2 separate regions of the Mus musculus genome follow, and region 1 is linked to region 2. Evidence: chromatin contacts called from public HiChIP or PLAC-seq data. All regions are on one chromosome and are shown on one strand. The core of a region is the stretch at or near the end of the contact, and the rest is flanking DNA. Distances in the headings are between cores, read along the strand shown. Region 1 has its middle 13 kb from the start of Gm41363. Region 2 overlaps Cacna1i (calcium channel, voltage-dependent, alpha 1I subunit).

The links. HiChIP or PLAC-seq counts read pairs in DNA pulled down with a chosen protein or histone mark.
Region 1: a CTCF HiChIP or PLAC-seq map of the NIH/3T3 cell line shows a contact between it and region 2, with 14 read pairs. The contact joins two enhancer-like sites. A contact is called at or near these places in 1 of 15 datasets of contacts at CTCF or cohesin (the NIH/3T3 cell line), 4 of 484 Hi-C or Micro-C datasets (the G1E-ER4 cell line, bone marrow-derived macrophages, double positive thymocytes and 1 more) and 1 of 115 datasets of contacts at active chromatin or transcription factors (CD8 T cells).

The regions. Positions count from the first base shown.
Region 1 is chr15:80,412,066-80,416,077 of GRCm38.p6, reverse strand. No RefSeq gene overlaps it. Among named protein-coding and RNA genes, the nearest start is that of Gm41363, 13 kb to the right of the region's middle. Within about 2 kb of position 1,572, at least 24 of the 459 cell types and tissues checked have an H3K27ac peak or open chromatin away from gene starts, as enhancers often do. A contact at or near this core is called in the NIH/3T3 cell line, where this site is marked.
Region 2 is chr15:80,316,926-80,321,108 of GRCm38.p6, reverse strand. It overlaps Cacna1i (calcium channel, voltage-dependent, alpha 1I subunit), which reads right to left. Exons shown (of 37, transcript NM_001044308.2): 3 at 639-750. Among named protein-coding and RNA genes, the nearest start is that of Gm31319, 29 kb to the right of the region's middle. Within about 2 kb of position 1,623, at least 53 of the 459 cell types and tissues checked have an H3K27ac peak or open chromatin away from gene starts, as enhancers often do. A contact at or near this core is called in the NIH/3T3 cell line, where this site is marked.

The DNA.
Region 1 (4,012 bases), core at 323-2,822, 95 kb before region 2:
AAAACACAGGGCTTCAGGAAGAGCCCAACTGGCTCACAATGAGTGTCCCTGAGAGCACTGTACAGGCCGGACACTAATGGTCATTCAGCAGCCACAACACAAAGGTCCCAAATAACAATGTCACCGACCAGTCAAAGGGCTACAGCCACAGGAGCAGACACCGTGCCTCCAACCAGTATACTGCTTCCCACAACATCTGTGAGGCAGGGGGATCAAATCCTACGTTGGAGCAGCCGACAGATAGTTGGTAGGTAGTTAGTAGGCTAACAGAGGACTTCAAAATCATCCATCCTGGGCAGAGACTCTTTGGATTGGAAGCTGAATGTATTGGGGGGCCTCTGTGAAGGTCAGCACATGCTGGAGCTGCAGGATGGCTTCAGGTCCCCTGACAACTTAATCAGGACTCAATCCATTTTTCTCATTATGGGCTAGACTCCTAGTCCATCCTTCAAACTAATGAGAAATCTTGTTTGGGTGTGTTGGGCAGCTTCTGCCTCCTCCTGATTTTATATTACTACTACTACTATCATCATCATCATCATCATCATCATCATTATTTTCTCCAATATTATTACTTTCTTCCAGTAGCCCTGCAGCTAAACATTTCACCCTGTATCTGTTCAGAGCCAGAAGGTCACCCTGAGAAGTAAGACTCTTACAACAGTGCTTGTGGGGCCTGGCAGACAGGCACGGAGGCAGGGTGAACCTTCTGCTTTGGCTGTCGATGCTCATCCAGTCTGTCACACCCCACCTTCCACAGGGAATTAAAAGCTGACAAATGAGTTGGTGCCCCGGCAGCTGCTCTCTGCCATCCAGAAAGAAGCCAAGTACAGAGCAAGGCTGAGACAAGTAGGCACCTAAGTGTGGGGACGGGCCTTCTGGGCAGACTGGGATAACACTGACATTGTGTAGGGCTGGGCTTTCCACAAGGAGCTCAGCATCCTTGGTTTGTAGCCCAGGGACCTTGAAAGGACTGAGGGGCAGAGGTGGGGGGGGGAACCATACCCATGCTGGTTCTCATAAGGCAAGAGGCACATGTGACCGTCACCTAAGGGCACTGACTGTCTAGAAGCCCATCCATATAGGCAGAAGGCTGTAGGGAAGGTTTTCCTCTTCCCAAATGAGGCTGGGATCATGGGTGAAGCAATTCACACAAGGTCTCATGACTGACCACAAGGCAGCTAATCCAGGCAGATCTGCCTCTCTCCTGGTGAGGTCTGCACCCCACCTCCCAAAGTTTGGGGAGCAGCAGCAGATGGATGTGAGAATGGGCCCTGGAGTCAGATCTGCCAGGGCTCAAGCCCACGTAGCAGCCACATAGTTCGTCTTGGACAGGCCTCCTTTCTCTCTTCGAAGACTCACTTCTGTCTCCCAAGGCATCCCACGCCCAAGTAAACACCCAGTCAACATGGACTGCACAGCAGGGCATGAGCGAGGGGGGCATACCCTGCAGCCCACACATCCCAGGGTCCCAAATCTCCTGGGAAGATACCTCAACCAGCACAGCCCACATACACGGGCTGGGCATTGAATCAGAACTGAGTCACAGCCATTTCCTCCAGGCAGGAACTGGCTTTGGCACGCATGGCCCAATTACTCAGAGATGTATGGAACCCTGTCGGGGCTGGGGGTGGTATCTGAACCCAAGGAAGGCACAAGCACCGTGCCGGCGGGCCATTAGTTTAGGAAAGTTCAACTATCCGTTCATGGTGGCTGCAGTCAGTTCCAAGATATCCTCCGCTCCCCTACGAATGGTCTGGATTCCTCAGTTCCAGAATGTATCTCAGACATCTCACAAAATGCTTTCCATGAATACAGCAAAGTGGCCAGGGAAGCTCTCCTAGCCTTCTGGCGCTTTGCCCACTGGGCATGCGCCAAGCAGGAAGCAGGTCAGTCCCCTGTAGTTGTTTGTTTAGGGCTTCCTCGAAGGACTTCTAAGCAGAATGCTGAGCTCTGAGATGGGCCTGCATGGTGCCTGCATTTCCCCCTCCTTAACATTCACTTGAGCCCCAGGTGGTCTCTGTCGTGGGTGCTCATGCCCACGGTTCCCTCCCACAGGATCCAGATTAAGGCCGATCACCAAGGATAGATGAGACTCAAGCCACACTGGCAGCTTTCCTCCCACCATGCCTGTCAATCTTGAGAGCCATCATGGCCTCCACCCACAGATAGCCTCAGGTGTTCCCACCAATGGGGCTGCAGACTGAGCCTGGCCCATTTCAGGATTCAGTGAGAAGAGGACAACTCCAGGACCAGCCGAGGCGGCAGATAGCACTGTTGGGAGAGCTTGATTCTGCCTCATCTATGGGCTTCCCATGCCTGATCCATCAGCATCCATGATCCAAGAAGGCAAGCCCTGCTCCTGCTGTGGGAGACACTGCGATCCCTCACGGGCTTCAGAGACAAAGTACCTTCCTGGTATTCAGCCCTGTTTCAAACCATTATTCCTCATTACTCCACTGCACTCCTCGGCAAGCGTCTCCCTCCTCCACCTTCATGCCCTTCAAAGGACTACAACAAGACTCATTTCTTGGCTAAGGGACAGACCATCCATCTTTTTAATCTGCCCTCATAAATCAACCACCTGAGCACCCCAGGCTGCCCACCTCTACTACCCTGGAACTCTCAAATCCTCTGGATATCTCTTAGGGATGCCCCCAGGTCCCAGCTCTTTGACTGGGGAGGGAGGTAGCCATATCCCCGGATCACCCAGCAAGCTTCTCTACCAGGGCCTATCTCGAATGAGGGGTGGAGGGGCCTGGCAGATGCCTCTACAGGAGGCTTGCCAGCAGCCACAGCAGCTGCTTCTGCTGTCAGCAGGGCCTTCTCCTGGAACAGGATGTCTTAAGCTTGTTGGGATCAATTGCCCATGGTGTTCTGATTACGGCCTCTGCCAGGTGGCTGACAGCTTCAACAGAGAGGCGAAAGGACTTTGTTGGGACCCTGAACAGATCCAAGAAATGAGGGTTTGGAGTGGAAAATAGAGGAGGAAGAGATGGGGTCTGAAGGACACGGGAGAAGCTCAAAGATGTTTTACTGGTCCCTTGACTGGATCTTTAGGAAAAGCCCAAAACAAAGGGCAGCAGGACCATGCAGAGTCAGCGCCGGCTTGGCTTTTGGTGGGCATCAGGAGGTTACTAAAAGGCTGCAAAATTTTCCAACTGAAGAAGAGGAGAGGGGCTGACTAGGAAAGAAGAAAGGGGGTGCATGCATACACATGTGTGTGTTTGTGTGTGTGTGCATATGCATACATGTGTTTATGTGTATGTGTGCATGTGTGCATGCACATGCATGCATGTGTTTATGTGTTTGTGTGTGTGCATGCATATTCATGCATGTGTATGGGTATACATGTGTATGTGTATGTTCATGCATATGCAAACATGTGCATGTGTACACATGTGTGTGTGTGCATACAAATGAATGTATGTGCATGCATATGTGTATATGTAATTTCCTTGTAGATGGAGAAGCCCAGAAGTGCCTTAAACTTCTATCTCCAACCATAGTCTCTTTAAGATTTATAAGACAGGAGCTGAGGAGGTGACTCAGTTAGTCAAGTGTTTGCCGCACAAGTGTGAAGACCTGACTTCAGCCCCGGGCACCCATGCAAGAGTCCAGGTGCAGAGATGAGTGCCTGCAACAACAATTCTGGGAAGGTGATGACAGGAAGAGCTCTGAGCTCGAAGGCCAGCCACTCTTGCCATATTGATGGACTCCAGCTTCATTTGAGAGATGCTATCTTCAAAAATAAGGTAAAAGACTGGGTGCTGTAACATACATTTTTAAACCCACCATGTGGAGGCAGAGGCAGAGGGATCTCTGAGCTTAAGGCCAGCCAAAGCTATGTATTGAGATTCTATCTAACAAAAGAAGAGGAGGAGGAGGAAGACAAAGAAGACGAGGAAGTAGAGGAAGAGGAGGAGGAGGAGGAAGAGAAGAAGTAGGAGGAGGAAGAGGAGGAGGAAGAGGAGAAAGTGATGGAGGAGGAAGATAGGTAGAGAGAAATTGA
Region 2 (4,183 bases), core at 374-2,873:
AACATGGGACAGGAAGAGAACCTCAGAGTCCCTTGCCCACTCAGAGAAAAGACCAGGGCCCAGGGAAGGGGTGACGTTGCCCAGGGTTCCACAGCCCATTCTGCTCATGGCTTTAGCTCTGGCAACGATGAGGACCCTGGGGCTGAGCACCAGGCTCCCTCATGATCTCTCTCATAATGGCACACATGGGGTAGCCCACTTTACAGCTAAGAAAACAAGACCAGAGAAGCCAAGTCACTTGCCCTGGGTCACACAGCAACTCTGTGCCAGGATTAAAATGAAACTCAGGTCCGGCTCCCAGGGACAGGCATCAAATATTCTACTTCTGTAAAATGGATACGTCCCCAGAGCCCTACTCTGTGGTACCTCACACCGTGCCTACAACCACGCAGATGCCACATCAGGGCCCACGAGTCCACAAGGGAGGAGGTATCAGGGAGCAGAGGCTGGCTGCGGGCAGAGAAATGTAGCCACTGCCTTCGCTGTGTGAATGGGATGGGGTGAGGAGCCTCAGCTGGGAAAACAAAGATGACAGGAGGGGCAATTCTTCAGAAGAGCTGAGGGGCTGAGCTACAGTAGAGCCCTGAGCTTGGAAGAGGACACCCGGCTGGGAGGGAGGGGACGACTGAGAGGCTCACCTGCAGGATCTTGCAGCGGTCTGAGAGGCACTCCATATCGTCACATGGCTGGTACATGCCCAGGGTCACACAGTTCAGCAGGATGACCAGCATGCTCACACACTCGAACCACGTACACCAAGTCAAGGAAGAACTGGTGGTGGAAGCGCGGCCTGGGGCGCCACACTCCTGAATGTGACACCCCAGGAACAGACATGCAGACCGTTTCTGCCCCCCACCCCCAACTCCACCCCCACCCCTGTGGACCTCTCAGTGACCCAGGTCCAAGCTTTCAGAGACAGTGCAGCTGGCCCGCCACACAGGTGCAACCCATGCCACACCCTGCAGGGAACCGAAACCAAATCAAACCACTGAAGCATCCACTGCAGGATGCCTCCAGGTCCCACCCAGGAAGGAGTGGCCCCCAGAAAGGGTCCCCAGACTCAACAGCTCTGATGCCGGCCTTCTCTTCTCCCTCTCCCATCCCTCTGCGGTGGCTTCATGCTTCCCATCCAAGGAATGGGTCTGCACTTCTGAGGCATCCCTGGACATGTTCTCCTGATCTGCCTATCTCTGTGGGGCTGAAGCTCACAGTCACCCTCTGACCGCTGCTCCCAAATCAGCCCAACCCAGAGACCTGGCTTCCCGGGTTCTGCCCCAGCAGAATCCTGCAGCCTGGAGCCAGGGCATCTAGAGATCAGCCCTTCAGGTCAGCCACAGGCCACCAGCAGGATAAGGGGATCCTACAGCCCAGAGAGAAGAGAACTGCCTGCTCATATCCCCCAAATGGCCTCTCCTCTTATACACAAGTCCTCGGGGCTAAGGAGATCTGTGCCCCCCCCCCAAAAAGTGCATCATGGTGAAGAAAAAAAAAAAAGTGAAACCACACAACAGCATAAATGACTGAGGTCAGACTCAGGGGTGAACTGCCAGATGAAGGAGCCTGTCTGATGACTCACTCTCTTCTAGTAGTTTCTCATCTACCAGGAAGCAGACTGACAACCCCTGCCACCAGCTGTACCCACATTCCTGTCCCTGACTCCAGCATTTAGCATCTGGGTACAGAGCTGCTATGTGCTGTCAGAGCAGCCAGCAGTGCCAGAGACCAGGGCCTGCCTGTGAACTCAATTCCCTGCGGTGAGTGGCTCTGGGGTCTCAAGCAAGTTCACAGCAGCTCCTCACTGGAGCTAAGGGGCACCTCACAGGTCCACAGAGGCTGTCCCGACCCCTCTTCTCAGAGTGCCTGCTGTGGCTCCCAGCTTCTCCTGGCTTAAAATCAGAAGCCCTCCACAAAGCTGGCCAGCACGACCTACCCTCTTCTCCTTCCCCCGACTGCCTCCCTCCCAGCCCGTGGTGGCCTGCTTTTCCTGTCTGGTCTCAGGCCATTCAGCCCCACAAGCTCCTCCCCCAGCAGCCCTCCAGCCTGACTCTCTCCCATCTAACGCTCATCCTCTCTGCCCACTTTTGAGCAGAGTCTGGGTCCCTGGGATCTACAAGCACTCAACTCCAACCAGAACAGCATGGAGATGCTCAACCAAGACTTGCCGAGTGAATACATGAGTTTATCTCAAGCTCCCCCCACCCCACCCCCCAGCCACACCAGTTCAACCCCAGCTCGGTGAAGCCACACCAGCCCACCACAGCCAGATGCCAACCACAGTGGACTGGGCCCCTCCTGCCTGCTAAGAGAACTGACCTAGTTTCCATGGCAACAGCCCCCTCTGCTCTCCAGACCCTGCTCACCTTGAAAGCTGACTTCCATGGCCTCTGTCCCTGCCCTGCTCCTTCCTGTCCCTGGCCTGGCTGCCACTCTCCCGCCATAGCCTGTAATTAATTTCAGTCGCTGCCAGGCCCCCTTTGAGCCCTAGCCTTGCTCCAGCAGTAGCTGTGTCATTAATTAACTTTTTTGAAGTTCAAACGTTCTAATTACCAGCGAGCATCCCCGTTCCCCTTGATTCCCTCCCCCCCTTCCCCCATTCATTACCTCCCTCTCATAGCCCAGTTTCTGCTGCCTCTGTCCTTCCTGGAGACCCAGGCCCAAGTGCACCTGATGGGCCCATTCACAGGTGGGGAAAGTCAAGACCCCTCTTTAGATCACGTGGCTGGGTTTTGTCTACATCAGACCTGCTGGGTTCCTCGGCCAGTGTCCCCTCCCGGCCCTTGGTCCTGTGTCTGCAATACTGCCCCTGCCTCCCTGGGGCTGCAGCTCTGGCTCCTGACTCTCCAGTGGGCCCTGTGTGATGTCAGCACTGAGTCCTCAGACTCCTTGATAAAACTAAATTCGATCCAAAGGGGAAACATATTTACACACCTGTGACAGTACACACCTGCAATCCCAGCACTGGGGAGGCTGAGGCAGGAAGTTTGAGGCCGACCAGAGCTACCCAGTAATACCTTGTCAGCACAACTCAAACCAAAACAAGCAGAAGTGGGGTGGAGTCAGGGGTGCGGCTCAGTTGGCCACAATCCCAGAACCGAGTACCACATAAAGCCAAGCGTGGTGGCAGGGCAGCCAATTCTTACAGTCCTGCCCAGCAGCACTTGGGAGGCAGAGGCAGGAGGATCAAGAGTTGAAAGTCCCAGGGCAGTGGTTTTAACCCTTGAATCCCAGCAGAGGCAGAAGGATCTGAGTTCAAGGCCAGCCTGGTCTACAGGGGCAGCCAGGACTACACAAAGAAATCCTGTGTCAAAAAAAAAAAAAAAAAACTAAGAGTGAGAGACATACGAAGACATCCTCAGCTACACTATGAGCCTTCAATCCATGGTTCCCCATCCCCCTCAGCCTGTCACCCAAGGCGACAGTGATCTCAGTGAGTTCACTGCCTGAATCTCCTGCTTGCCCTGGCACACACTAAGCTTCTCGCTATGTGTAAGCATACCCACTTCATGGCTTTACCTTCCCTCTGAGGCAAACCCTGCCTACCCCTCACAATCTCACTTGCATGCCACCCAGTCAAAAGCTTCCACCTTCCTCCCCTCTCAGGCTGATGCCCAGCCTTCCACCCACCCGGTCTAGCACATACCACAATGATGAACTTGGCTGCCACTATAACTGCTTCATGCCAGGCACCCTAGGGACATGACCTTAACTGTCGCCACCATCCATCAAAGAGAGAGAGACAAAGAAGTGGGTCTGGAGAGCCACTATGACTTCTACAAAGTCACACTACCTCTCAGACTGAGCAACTCCAAAGTGCCAACTGCTTTCTCTGTAGCTCAGCCACCCTGAACATGGCACAGAGGCCCTGAAGGCAGAGCAGGTCCAGCCCCTGGGCCCCTCAGCTCTTGCTGGCCTCAGGCACAAGGGGAAATCCCAGATGGCAGGACCTGGGTCCCATCCAAGAGCTCCAAGACTCAGAAGTCAGGCCAGCATGGCACTGCTGCCCATGGCTCCTGACACATTCCCGCTGGCTCAGGGATGAAAGGCCTCAGGCATCCTGGGAGATAAACCAGGCCATGCATGCAGCGAGGGTAGGAGCTGACAGAGCAGTCAGAGCCTTGGGCAGCTTGGTGGCCGTGTCCAATACCCGATTTCCCACCTCATATGCACCAAGGAGCTTAGAGTT